Regions from separate parts of the Anser cygnoides genome. Here region 1 is linked to region 2. The links are chromatin contacts, called in public Hi-C maps. All regions are on one chromosome and are shown on one strand. Each heading gives the region's core, a stretch centred on a gene start, on an enhancer-like site or on the middle of the called end of the contact. The rest is flanking DNA. Distances are from core to core; before and after follow the strand shown. Region 1 overlaps SAR1B (secretion associated Ras related GTPase 1B). Region 2 holds the start of UBE2B (ubiquitin conjugating enzyme E2 B).

What was found. A called contact is a pair of places that touch in the nucleus more often than the background predicts.
Region 1: a contact with region 2 is called in a Hi-C map of liver, with 2.2 times the contacts expected there. The contact joins the enhancer-like site here to the promoter of UBE2B in region 2. A contact is called at or near these places in 5 of 7 Hi-C or Micro-C datasets (fetal liver, granulosa cells and liver).

What each region holds. Positions count from the first base shown.
Region 1 is chr14:3,212,756-3,219,482 of Taihu_goose_T2T_genome, reverse strand. It overlaps SAR1B (secretion associated Ras related GTPase 1B), which reads left to right. Exons shown (of 7, transcript XM_067005585.1): 7 at 1-3,655. Among named protein-coding and RNA genes, the nearest start is that of SAR1B, 17 kb to the left of the region's middle. Within about 2 kb of position 3,717, at least 1 of the 3 cell types and tissues checked has open chromatin away from gene starts, as enhancers often do. A contact at or near this core is called in liver, where this site is marked.
Region 2 is chr14:3,072,873-3,079,647 of Taihu_goose_T2T_genome, reverse strand. It overlaps UBE2B (ubiquitin conjugating enzyme E2 B), which reads right to left and starts at 1,313. Exons shown (of 6, transcript XM_067005580.1): 1 at 1,157-1,313. The coding sequence starts at 1,200. It overlaps LOC106032770 (a long non-coding RNA gene), which reads right to left. Exons shown (of 4, transcript XR_010834967.1): 3 at 6,219-6,323; 4 at 1,493-2,521.

The DNA.
Region 1 (6,727 bases), core at 2,468-4,967, 140 kb before region 2:
ACAACATTCTTTTGCAACTTTTAATTTAACAAATCTCCAGCACCATTTTTGGACAGAGCAACTTTCCAGTACAGTATGTTTGAATGCACTTTTTAACAGCTAAAAACTACAGACGTGAAAAATATTTAATGCTTATCATGTTAAATTTTTTTATGTACTTTTTTGAAACTGGTTTTATAACTTTAGAGTATATAACCATCTTTCAACGAATAATAAATAATTAGCTGATGGATAATTGCATGATGCCTTACAGTTTTCAATAATATACTTTCTTATGCAACGTCATGCAATAAATTTAAATCCAGTTTTTGGCGACTTTAATGGAAAATGTTTCATTTTAATGTGTCTTAACTAGTGAGGCTGTCTAATGATCTGAATATGGGGGATATTTTCCTGAAACACAGAAGGCCACAAAGTAGTTTCATTGTGTGTTAAGGAGTAAGGTGTTTCCTTCAGACTACCAAATTGCATTTATTTTAGGATCTTGCATTACTAGAAGAAAACTCTAATCCGATGCCCTTATAACTACCACCTTTAAAAAATACAAAATCTGTGTCAATGCAAATCATGAACTAATGTCAAAAGTGGTCTTACTTTACTGGTACCTTGAATTAAACCCCTGAAGTGACAAAAAATACAAATTTTACTGAAGAAATTAAGAAAGGTACTGCACTAAATTATTCTGTTCTCAGTTTAATTAGATTTGGATTCTGCCAGAAGATTTATCAGTGAAATTGCCAGGAAAAAAAAATTGCTGTTGTTGCTTGTGAAAATTTATCAGCCCACACCCAGTCGGACAATTCTATTTTTGGTGTTTTGATTTGGATTAAGGTGAATTGTTTTTCTACAGTTTTGCCCTGAAGCTTAGTCAATATAACAGTCGTTGGATGCCCAAGTGGCTTGTTTCTGGGGTAAAACTTCATTATCTTCAGTGTTTGTTTTCCAGACTTCTGACTGTTTTTTCCCCATCTCCCAGTGCATTAGCTCCCTGAGGAGAGGACAGGTTATTTTCTAAGAAGGAGTGGTGAAACGTGTATCCATCAGCTTCTTGTTGACACTAGCTGACATTGCCATGGAACTGTTATTTGTGTTTCTGTGTGCAGCAGGATGTTTTCCTCTGTGATGTAGCTAATGAAGGTAGGGTTTCAGCCTGGGAATCGTTGTTTCACTGTGGTGGGTTTGACTTTCACCATGTAGTGTGTTTCACCCTTGTGAAACTAAGAACTGCTACAAATATTCTTACTGAATCCCAGGACAGGGACTACTTCTCCTCGCAGTTGTAGGTCTTCTTTAAAATACTCTAGGCCCTATGTTTTCAATATCCTTAGCTGCAAAGGTATATTTGTCTGCCTTGATTTCATTTTCTCTCTTGAACTACTGGGCTTGTCTCTTGGATTTAAAGCCTATAGGCTTTAAAAAAAATAGAAATTTGGACCTTTTCAAAGCCTATAGAATAAAAGAGATGTACTTCTTGCCCAGATCTGGACTTGTATGATTGAATATTGATGATTAGTTCCCCGCAGTCCTACGTTATGCTTCTGAATAAGATCAATAATTCAGAACCTAACTAATATAGATTATAGCTGACATTTGTTACAGCAGTCTTATAGAAGCGTTAAGCCTAGTTTGTTCATGGTGAAGTTCAGAAGTGAGGATATCTGATAGCTTTTCCAAGAGACCGATGTGAAAGAATTCTGCATTTAAACTCTGCTGCAGAGTAGTGCCTCTGTATTGCATAAGACAAAACTGTAGATCAGAAGCAGCCTCTTACCAGTGTGGACGACATGCGAGTCGTTGCTACCTACGGCAGTTACACTTGGGGACATGCCTTTTTTTTCCCCCTCTCTAGATTTTTCTGATAACGGTTACAATGCAACAGCTAAATCAGTAGATGGTGTAAATATTAAAAATACTTTTTGCAGTCATACAGTGACATTGCTATGGGAGACTCGGGACTGTGCTGCCTGTACCGATGGAAATGAAGCTGGAAGTGGAGATGTTCTGCTGCCCTGCTCCTCACTGGGGTGGGGAGTGCCCGCAGACCACTTCCGTAGGCTGAGCCATTCCGTGGGCATTGGAAGAGACTGGGGTCCTCTTCAGCTGCTGTTCAACCAACTGTGAATAACGTGAGCAGTAAAGAAAGGGATGATAGTCTTAAAGTGTTAAAAAAGGACAGAGGTATACTGCTTTAAAAGTGTGTATTAAGGGTAATTCTTAGTGTTATGGAACTACTCAGATTTCATGTTTCATACTGTGAGATGCTAGTTTAAATGTGGTTGTAATAAGGGCATGAAGAAATTGGACCTTTTGTTTTTCTGTCTTGGTATTGTAATGGTTCCCATTGTGGGAACAGCTGAACAACACTCGGTTAAATACACAAATAATCTCACTGTTCCTTCGGTAGAGGAAATATTTCTTCTGTAGTTTACATTCTGCTGTGCACATGAATGTGAATGGGTGTCGTGTGTCTTTGTGTGAAGACTTTATTAATAGAAAAATATACTGGTGAGAGTTTTTCTGGTGGCTTTCATCCCCACCACCTCTACATCTCCCCGTTCACTTATTTCTAGAGGTTACTTATTCCTATGATTGCGACCAGTCTTACTTATAAAAAAAAAAAAAAAAGAGGGGAGGGGGCAACGTTCACCTCTGGGTCTGACTCCTATGAATTTTTTTTGCACTCTTGACTATGCAGACTTCAATTAAACATCACTTTAAAGAATGTGAAAAAGAAAACCCATTAATAAAGACGTTATTTATGAGGTGTCTCAAATTTGTTTTTACATCACCACTTCAAGAGAAATGAATGCAGATTTCTAAGATATTAATAACTAGTACTGACAAAATGGCCCATATTTCACTGCAGTGACCCCATACAGTAGCATCTGTGAGTCGAATAAGATTTATTCTGCTTGGATTTAATTAAACTTTGGTTTTAGTTTGTACTGTTTATCTGAGAGGCATTGCTATATTTCAGTCTAGGTTTAATAAATTCTTTAGCAACAATTATTGGCATTGGAAATGGGAAGGATCTTTGCGTTTTATTTGTCCTCTTGCCAGACCAAGATTATTTCATGAAGCGTGTTATCTAATGCTGTATTCAGTGTTCAGGTACTGTCATACGATGTGCCAAAGATGACCTGTGGCATTCACTGGAATATAATACCTGCATGTGTGTGGGCTTTATTGTATTTTAATAATTGGAATTGAACATCAAATAGAGCATTTGACATCTGCTTATTTATAACTAAAGTCATCTCAGAAAAATGATATTGTTGTTCTCCAGTCCCAGTGAATTCACAGGTCTACTTTAAGTAGAATTGTTCTGTCTTGTTCTCTCTTGTTTGTACTGTCAGCATATTTGGTTGTTACCAACCAAAGTCCAATATTTCTATTGACTACAACATGCTCAGAGTTCGTGTAAATAATGTAATCAATAGTTATGGACTTAAAAGCCGTATTTAAAACAGCCTAATCCACTGGCTGTCAGTGGGGACGTGTAATTTATTTGCACTTAGATAAACCACTTTTGCACTAGTATTTCAGTGTGGAACTAAACATTTTCTGTTTTGAAATGTGAGTGCTCTAAATGTTTAAAAGCATAATTTATATAATAAACTGCAGAAGAAAAGCTGAAGGAGAAAGTGGTCTTAAACATGTTCTTGATGTGGTGTTTATTGTTATTATCACATGCCATGCTTGAAATGTAAGTATCAGGAATAGAAAATAAAATTCTGAGTTGGAATTTGAAGAAAAAGAGTTTTAAGCAAGTAGTTCTTGACAAATTACATTAATCATGACCAGGAAGAAGCGTTCTGACCCAGTGCATGTTCTAGTGCTGAGTTTGGGTTTCTTCAGCTGGGTATAATAACCGTTCAGCCTCTCCTTTGCTAGGATTTCTGTTCAGGTGTGCATGGAATCAAATCCTCAACTCAGAAAACAGCATAAAAGGATGATGTTTCCTTTCTTGCAGGTTTAAAATAGGTAGAAAGATCCAATTTTACAGGCAAATGATAGCTGTCTTAGATTTCGGCAGACCTCTAGGATTTGCACTGTTGGTGGGACAGTATCGAGTGGGGATGCCCTGAGTTTAGGTGTTTGTCACCCTGTTTGCTTACGTGCCTCTCGTGTTTGACACAGCCCACGGGAAAGCATGTTGTTTTCTGTCATAAGGAACTATTCTCCAGTCCTAAGTATGTGCTCTCCTTAGTTAATTTTTTCCAAATCATTTTGCACTTGTCTGCTTCAGAACTAGAATTAGAAAATTGTGGTGAGCAGTTATGGTAAAATAATGATAAGAATGTGTCCCTTGCTTTTCTTATGACCCCATTTCTTATGGCAAGTGTGCCATCTGAGTAAGAAATTTGTAATGTTTTACACCCTTTGATGCATTTTTCATTTCAGGATCTCAAAACTTTCTACATGCTAATGCTGCCTCACCATTCTGGTGATGCAGAGAGCTCTTGTCCTTGTTTAACCTGTGAAGAAAATGTGGTCCAGAGGGATTATGTCATGCTTGGTCACTGAATGGAGAGAGCTCTCAGCCACCACCACCAGCAAGCTGCAATGGAGCAATGCCTTGGCTAGTCCACACACCGTTTGTCCGAGAGAGAAACTGCGATGCAGGAAGGGAAAAATTAGCTGGGTTGAAAGATGTCCTCTGGTCGGTGAGGAAAGAGGGAGAAAATTCTCTGGAGTGGGATTCCTGATGCTGCTCTGCCACAGCTTGTTTGTGGGCTGGTCCCAGGGCTCTATTTGGAAACGCTGGTGCTTATGAAAGGGGAGAAATCAGCAACTGGTGGGAGCTGTGTTTCCAATCAGCCTGTGCATGCTGGCGGTAATGCTGGGGTTTCTCAGGCTTATTTCTGAAATCCTTCCGGTACCCTGCAATTCAGCTTAGAAACCATACAGGGTTTTGCAGAGTAACTTCAAATTGCTGATCCCTGGTGGGAGCGTTCCCCAGGGACGGGGCTGGGGGCACTTCCTTCGTGCACATGACTTCTGACCAGAGATACGCAAAAGCTGCAAAATTTAGGACCGGATTTTAAGCTCTCTCGTGGGTGTTGGCATCCAGAGCTGGATTCTGAGTTCAGCCGAGATTATTGGTTCCAGCCCAATGCCTGAACGCCATTTTCTCACTGCTTTCCTAGAGCAGGATCTTGGTCTAGGTTCAGCTAAATTGGAACAGTAAAAGGAAGGCTCCTATATGTGCCAAGTAACTCTTCTATTCCTTCCTCTGTGTGTAGTATATAGAGATATAAAATATGTAAATATATGTGTATACATATATATATACACGCAAGGGATTTAAAATAAATCATTTCAAAATATTGTTACTGAGATGCATTAGCATGAAATTGCAAAGGACTTTTAGTGAAGGCCTGTGCTAAGTAAAAAAAATAAAAATAAAAATAAAAATAAAAAGGAATTTGCAGTAGAGAAAATAAAAGCTTTTACTGGTGAATAAATAATTACAGGAAATACTGTGGGAGAAGTTCAGACGTGCAGTTATAGCCGGGAAAGCAGCTGGAGTTCTAGGTGCTGCCTGGAGAAGCTGTATTTAGGCAGAACAGAAGGAGGCAGAGCTAATAGCACAGTTTGGCTTTTCTCAGAATTTATGCCTTGCTACTGGCATCTGAGATGCTTTTAGAATTGGTGGAAAGGGGTACGGGTGTTTCTACGAAATGAGATGTTTACTTGAGTATTTTTCAGAAAATGTGTCCTATCTGCTGGCTCCCACTCCTGGCTCTCTGTCTGACAGCTGGCTCTCTGCGCAGCTCAGACAAACATCCCCAAAAGAAGGTATGTCGATTTGATGTCTGCACCTGAAAATTTGTCTGTAAAGAGAACTTGGTTTTGATTTATAGTTCTTTTATTTTACTCCTCTTCTGGTCCTGCCATCTGCTGTTACCACTTCTGTAATATCTTTTAGTTTCCTAATCTGTAATTTGAATCGCCTCCTAAATTTAAAAAGCAATATGCCTTTTTTTTTTTTCCCCCAGGCTGCTGTGGGGAGAATTTTTCTTTGTTACGAATTTGATATTTAAAGTCCTAGAGAAGAAATCTGTAAAGGGTACCTCTGCCAAAGAATAAATTCTGCTTTTATTTTCATAGCTATTGTTAGACAGAATGCAAGAGAGAAACGGGAAAAGATTTACTCATTTTATTTGCTGGTATTTTGGGAGAAACAAGGGAAAAACAAAAAGCTCCAGTCATCATGGCTGAAGTTCACTGAGGTCCTGCAAGTTTGTTTGACAGCGAGGAATGCGTAACAGATCCGCACGCATGTGACTGCTGGATGAATGCTATTTATGTCTCTGTAAACATGAAATCATGAAATAAGCTCCACAGCAGCGGTGCTGGTGACGTCCTTGTCTGACCCGGCCAGCTATCGCTTTGGACTTACGCATCGTGGGGAGTACAAAGTGGACTGGAACTTCTTGCAGAACACCGTGCTGCTGGAAGATGTTTACTGAAGGGAAGTAGGTCGAGCAGTAAGGCCCAGAAACCACCCAGCATGTTACTGGATAAGAGGGAAGGCACTGTGAGATCCTATAATAACTTCTTACACACCTTGTGGACAGAACAGCATTTCACGAAAGCAGCGTCTAAAAAAAATTAAAAAAAAAAATCACCACGTACATGTTTACTTTTGTATGGCCCAGCTTTGAAACAACCTCTGTAGAACAGATGTGCAGCTGAGACTTCAATCCTTGCTGCAAAATAA
Region 2 (6,775 bases), core at 64-2,563:
TCCTTCTCCCTGAAGGAATCACTGATGTTTGGTCACTTGTGCAGCCTAACAACATTAGAAAACAACGAGTATCCTGTTGTGATTTGAACGGGAATCGAGGACCACCAGCCACCAAACACTAACACCCGAACAAAACCCGAGAATTAGGGCCTGCACCTCACGAATCCCAACTTTTTTGGGCCGATCAGGCCTTTTGGCACCGCGGCTCTGGGCAGCCACGCAGCCCAGCGCCACACAATACACGTCAACTGTTTACCGATGTATTTTCAGGTCCTGGTGTAAGACGGGCTCCGCTAAAAAAAGAGACGCTATCAAAGCTGACTCACCTCCAGCAACTTGGGAGCCGCTCCGGCCCGGAGCGATCCCACGACACGCTGCCAGGTTTACCAAAAAAAACAAAAACCACCCCAAACCACACACCGACTTTTTCCACGCTCCGCTTTACGGCCGTGTTTACATGGCAGACGTAGGAAGTAAGTTATCCCCGAGCCTGTGGTGCAGCCATTACCAATTAAAAGCCCCCAGCTAATAACCACTGCTGCGGCACCGGGTGCGTGGCACAGGGACCCCTGCTGCCTGCAAAAGGGGGGGGGCCCTGGGCTGGGCTGGGCGGCACCAGGCCCTGCGCCCCCCGGTTCTGGGGTGGTCTCAGGGCCCAGAAATAGGGGGGGGCGGGCAGAGCTTGGGGGGCCCAGAACTTGAGGGGGGGGAGACACCCAAACTTGAGGGGGGGGGGAAGTTGAGGGGGGGGGCCCAGAACCTGAAGGGGAGACCCCAGAACCTGAGGGGGGGGGGGGCGGGGAAGACCCAGAACTTGGGGGGGGGGGGGGGGGAGAACTGAGGGGGGAACCCAGAACTGAGGGGGGGGGGGGGGCAGAACTTGAAGGGAGGGGCCATAACTGAGGGGAGGGGGGGGAACTGAGGGGGGGGGCAGAACTTGAAGAGGGAGCCATAACTGGGGGGGGGGGGGCAGAACCTTTTGGGTGGGTGGGGGGGCAGAACTGAGGGGGGGGGGGGCAGAACCTGAGGGGAGCCCCAATCCCCTCGGCCCCAGCCAGCCCCCGCCCCCCCAACCCCAAGGGGGCAGCGGCTGAGAGGAAAGGAGGGGACACCCCGTCCCCCCCCCCACACACACACCTCCGCCCCCCCCCCTCACCTCTTGAAGTCGCGCATCAGCCGGCGCCGCGCCGGGGTGGACATGATGGCGGCGGAGCACAGTCCCCCCGGGCCGCAGCACCGCCTCCCGCCGCCGCCCGCACAAACAACCCGCAATGGCGTCTCCCTCCGCGGGGGGCGGGCCGCGCCGCCGGGCCCGTGACGTCACGCGGAGGGAGGGAGGGAGGCGGGGGGAGCGCTCGGCCCGTTCCATGCCCACCGCCGGGGGGGGGGAGGGGGGCGCCCCGCGGCACGGCCCACTGAGCTGCCGCGGGGGGGGGGGGGGCGCTGCCCGGCCTCACCTCAGGTTTTGGGTTTTTTCCCCCTCGTTTTTGCTTAGCGCCATCGCTGCAGCCTGCCGCTTCGAGGCCCTGGCCCAGTTCGCACGTGGAGGCTCGGGAGCCAGCCCCAGAAGCGGGATTTTGCTCTGCGTGTGCTGCCCTGCTCTGGGCTCGCGTTTTGGGAGGTCACAAAAACGCCACAAGACCCGTAACGAAGCGCCACAAATGAATGTCCTCGTCCTGCTGTCATGCTCTCACAGAGCACCGATCGCAGGCTTAGTCCAGCCCAAAGGCCCAAAGCGCCTTCTTCCCACGGCTCGTGCCACAGCCGCGCTTCAGCAGCCCGCTGGCACCGGCTGCCTTCGGGAAGGGGCTGCCCTGGGTACCCACACCCGGCCTGGCAGCTCAAGAACCTACCCTTCAAGGGCATCAACCCAAAATTGTAACCCCTTCTCCCACTTCAGTGAAAACATGCTTGAAGTGAGGTACACGCGTAAGAACTCGCACAAAGCCTGACGCTGCAAGGCAGCAAGCTTTCTCTGGAGGCGTAGGAGCAAGGAGCGATCCTTCCCCGGCCACCAGCACGCGGCTCCCCGCGCTCCTGAGAAACGGCTCCCACCACGCAGCCCTCTCGGCCCGAGTTGCCTCCTTCTCCCCACACACGTGCTTCAACTTTACATGCCGCCGCTGGTCCTCCAGCTTTTTGCAGTTTATATTTAGCTCCAGCTAATTCAGAAGGGAGAAAGTAGACTGTAAAAACCAAGCGCAAGCTTGGACCTGTATAAATAATTAACAGCAGTTCAACATCACTCGCTATTCCGCTGTTAACATGCGCCCTGCCGCAGCTTCCCGGGCCTGGCAGCGAGCACATCCCCTACCCAAAGGGCTGCTCGAGTCACCCCCAACACACCCACCCCAAAGCACCTCCACACCTCTCCTGGGGGCAGCCACCAGCTGCGTGGAAATGCCCCTCACAGGCACCGAACAGAAGAGTTAATTCTGAAATCCCACATCGTTTCCACTGGACTCCAGAACCTTTTCAGCAGGATCGCAACAGCAACAGTATTTCTTCTCCTTTGATACCACTGGGGAAGAGCAAAAGAAACAAGAGGTCACAGCAGCTTCCTTAAAGCTTCCCTTCTGCTGCTTCCTTGAACGCAGGCATCAGCCAAGCCCTTACCAAGCCCATCATCTTTATTTATTTTTAAATTATTATTTTTGGAAGAAGCCTGCTGCAGGCCAGCTCCAGGCCCTTCCGCAGCAGCTGGGAGGCTCACCCGCAGCAGGGCTGGCAGCGCACGAGCAGCCGAGCACGCCGAGTGCTCGCAGCAGAGGGCACTGATCATCTGTCCTCCTCCTGGGCCACACGGTGGGCTTGGACAAAGCCATACCCACCAGGATGGCCTCACGGGTGTTGGCATTATCTAATTTAAAGTTTTCTTTTCAGTCTTACTTGGCAGTTAAACAGGTGTGGCTGGCAACTTCATTAGGAAAATTGAAAGCTTTAGGTTTTTTTCCCCTCTGAAGAACCAGCTGCAATTTCTGTCCTGTTGATTGCATGGAATATGTAGGTGAAAAAAACTTGCTCATCAGAAATTTCTTTCTAGTTGTGTTTTTGATTCCTGTTTCTCCCCAGAAATGATATTTGATAAAGGAATACATTACACAGAAAGGCGGCACTTTGCAGCACAGCCATTCCATCTTAGTCTTTAATAAACATATTTGTGTAGAATTTTTGTAAAACCAGAGCATTTCTCAAATAACTTTGTCCCTTCATAAGATGAGAAGCTTGAGAAGTAAGAATGAAGCGAGCTGCGTGCTTTCCTGTTTGTTAGAGCAGTCCATGCTCCTGGTAACATCATGATTCCTTTTTCCGGGTCACTCACTCTTTCATGCCGCTGTGTCCCTCTGGGAGGAGATGTCTGCATTAACATCAGCCAAACCCACGACTCCAAACTTAGGGAAATGAACAAGCTGAGTCACCTGTTAGACACCACTTTTGTTCTCGCTCCTTGCAGCAGCCGAGGAGCGCCCCGGGTACCGTGCTGTGCCAGGTACCTCGCTGCTCTGCAGCAGGCCGCCTTTCTCCCCAAAACGCTCGGGAGCAAAGAGAAGGGCAGGTGGCAAAGAAGTGACTGACTTGCTCTCACCCTTAGCTCCTTTACAGAAGCAAGTAAGTGGTGCCGAAGTACAGAGGAGAACTGAGGGGTTTACCCCCAGTGCCTCCCTGCTGCCAGCCCCAGCCCCAGCCCCTGAGCCCGTTACTGCCTCTGGGCCCACCTCAAGCCCTCAGAAAAGCACCCTGCAGAAAACAACCACGTGTGGGGCTCCCAAAATATCTGGCTCTTCTAACAATTATTCCTTGAATATACTCCAGCACAGTGTGCAAGTATTTACTTGGTTTACTCAGGGGCACACCACCGACAAGCGAAGCCCAGGGCCACCACACCTGCCTCTCCCCTAGGAGCAGGGGGAATACCTCCCCTAGAGTAAAATTCAAATTTGGGGAGAAAGTTTTGACGTTCGTGGGAACGGTCTGTTTCAAGCAAATAGTGGAAGGGCACGTGTGAACGCTGGTGAGCTATGAAATACCCTGACTGCGGGGTGCTGTCACCGCGTGTACCTCTGTACAAAGGCACTTCCCTGCGTGACCTTAGCAAGCTGTGCGTGTTCTCCGTGAGGCGGAACCCCGGCTACGTCAGGCCAGCAGACAGAAAGCAGAACTGGCTGAAAGGCCACCACTTCTTCTTTAATCCAAAGGTCAGCTTCGTGGCTCAGACTGCGTGCTGCCCCGGCTTCCCCAGGTGGCGTTTTTTGTCAGCTGTGGATTACATCACGTTGCTCTGGCTCTCTTCCCAGGATACTGAGCGCACACTGGCCACAAAAGGGGTGGTGTACTCCTTATACCAGCGCTGTGCCATCCCCAAACAGAAGAGGGATTGTTCATGGTGCAGCGGGGAGATCTCCCGTAAAAGCTCCATAGGAACATTTGAGTTGGGACGTATTTCCACGAATTTTCTGCGAGAATTTTGGTCAGGACATCCATCACCTTGGATTTTCTCCTAGCTGGAGCCACCAGCTCTCACCCTAGCGTACTCTGATTCAATTGAATAACTCACCTGCAAGACTGAACATTAAATAAATGTTATTGCTTTCAGATCGAGATTCTTACTCCTTGTAGTGCTTCATAGATAAACTTTCAGATATTGAAAGTTTAATTATTTATTGAGAAACAGGTTTTGTTTCATAATAATAGTTTAAGACTTCCAACTGAAACGATCTGCAGAGTCGAAACAACACAGTAACGTGACATCTGACTGGACGATCAGAGGAGTATTTGGGCACTAGCAGTATTACTAGGGACTATTTGGACCCATCTCTGAAATTCTGAAAAGCTAAAAATGATTACTACTTTAATTTTGAGCCAGTCCATTTTGCTAAGCAACCACTTTACCAACTGTCTTCCCTGCTGTTGCAGTAGCTTGCTGGTCCTGCCCTGCTCCCATCTTGTCCTTCTTTTTGTACTGTCTCATCTCTGTTAATCACTGCTGTTTTGTCCTGCCATTGATAGGCAGGGTGCTGTGCAGAAATGCTTCTGTCTCTCATCACCTACATTAAGCAGTTGCTAATTGTAGTAGCATTAGGACGTGGATGACTTTGGGAAATTAGGGCACTCTGCGGCTCACAGAGTCAATTCTGCTGTAGCAGGAGAGGTTTTCTTGAAAGTCCATCCTTTCATGCCCTGAGAATTGCCTTTTCTAAAAAAACAAACAAAACCTGCTTCGTATTAAATGGATTTCTGGTTATTTATTTTTCAGGTTATACACCATGAACTTTTACATGCAATGTAACATCCAGCAAAAGGAAAATAATAGTATAGAAACTAAATTAAAATGGTGACCTATAATGTCTCTACACATAAGGTCGAAGATATTCTAAGGTCTGGTTTCAGACTGCGCGAAAGCAGCACAAGGTTTCTTTTTAAATTCAGCACTGTTATTGTATAAACCAGATTATTCATGATTTTCTACAAGTCTCTAGAAGATGGTAATCTATTAGACTCCTAGTTAATCTGTGCCAGCTTGCCCTGCCCATGATTTGACACATTACTCATATCAAAAGTGCCCGGAACTGCTGGTGCTGACCCCTGTGGTTATCAGGGGATGAGGGTTACACGAAGACCGACAGAAGGTGCAGGCCTTCTGGGACAAGGGCGCGTGGTTCACAACATGGTAACTTGGAACTGGTGTGTTGCTTTTTTTTTCCCCTCCAAGTGTGTAATTAGTTCCCACTAAATATTTTATTTTGCATTTTATAAAATTCTGCTATCATCCACTGAATATTATCAAATTCTACAGAGCAGGTTTGGAATTGCAGAGAAGAGTGGTAATTCCACTCCTTATGCTCTCATTCATACTGCTAGGTATCGATTGCTGTCAATAATAACAGTACACTGCAGCAGCTATTCTGGTAATGTTGAACTATAAACATGGAGGTAAATAGCTTAATAAGCACAGATAATTCCTTTATTCTCAAACCTCAAATACAGTCTACAGTGCAGAATGAGTCAGCTGGAAGGATCTGCATTTATGTATCCTCCTCCGAGAGAGGAAGTACAGCGAGGAGCACAGCAGTGCTGCGTGCTTGGATACATTTCAGACGTGAAGAGAGCAGGCTTTTTGATGAGAGATTTTAAATGTGTTTCAGCCATCCCCATGAGGATGCTAGTCTAAGAACACGGTATGCAATCTTTATATCTGTTTTCACCAGCTGATGTATTACCTGATTATGATGTACCATTTTTCGAGCAGTTTGACACCTCACCTTCAGGGTATTTTCATAAGGAGCCCAGCTTTGTCAGGGTGGTACTTCCTCGAGTCCAGCATCCTAAAAAGGCACAGAAAATATCCCCAGCTCACTGTCGTACTGGCAGATACAGTCCACATATCTTAGAGGAACTCTTACTATCAAAGTTCATAACCTTCTTTACTAGTAATTGTGTGCATTTATAACCCCACCAATGAAGAATCATCTATCTAATACGAAACGACCGCAGACTGTGTTAACCAACAGAAATCTGGAAGCGAAACCTGCTGAGGGGTGTGCCGCTTCCCCGTGCAGCGAATCTCCCCGAGCACTGCCCCAGAAGCACTGCACCCGAGACGTGCAGGAGGCCTTTCAGTTCTGCAAAGTGAATTTCATTTGTTACGTTGCCATTTACATGGGCAGGGAGGTTTAGGATGCGAGAAATGCATACATTCAGAAGCACTTGGCTGAGCTGAGTTACGACTTCACGGCTTATATACTACATTTGTAAAACAGTTTTACGTGAGCAGAAG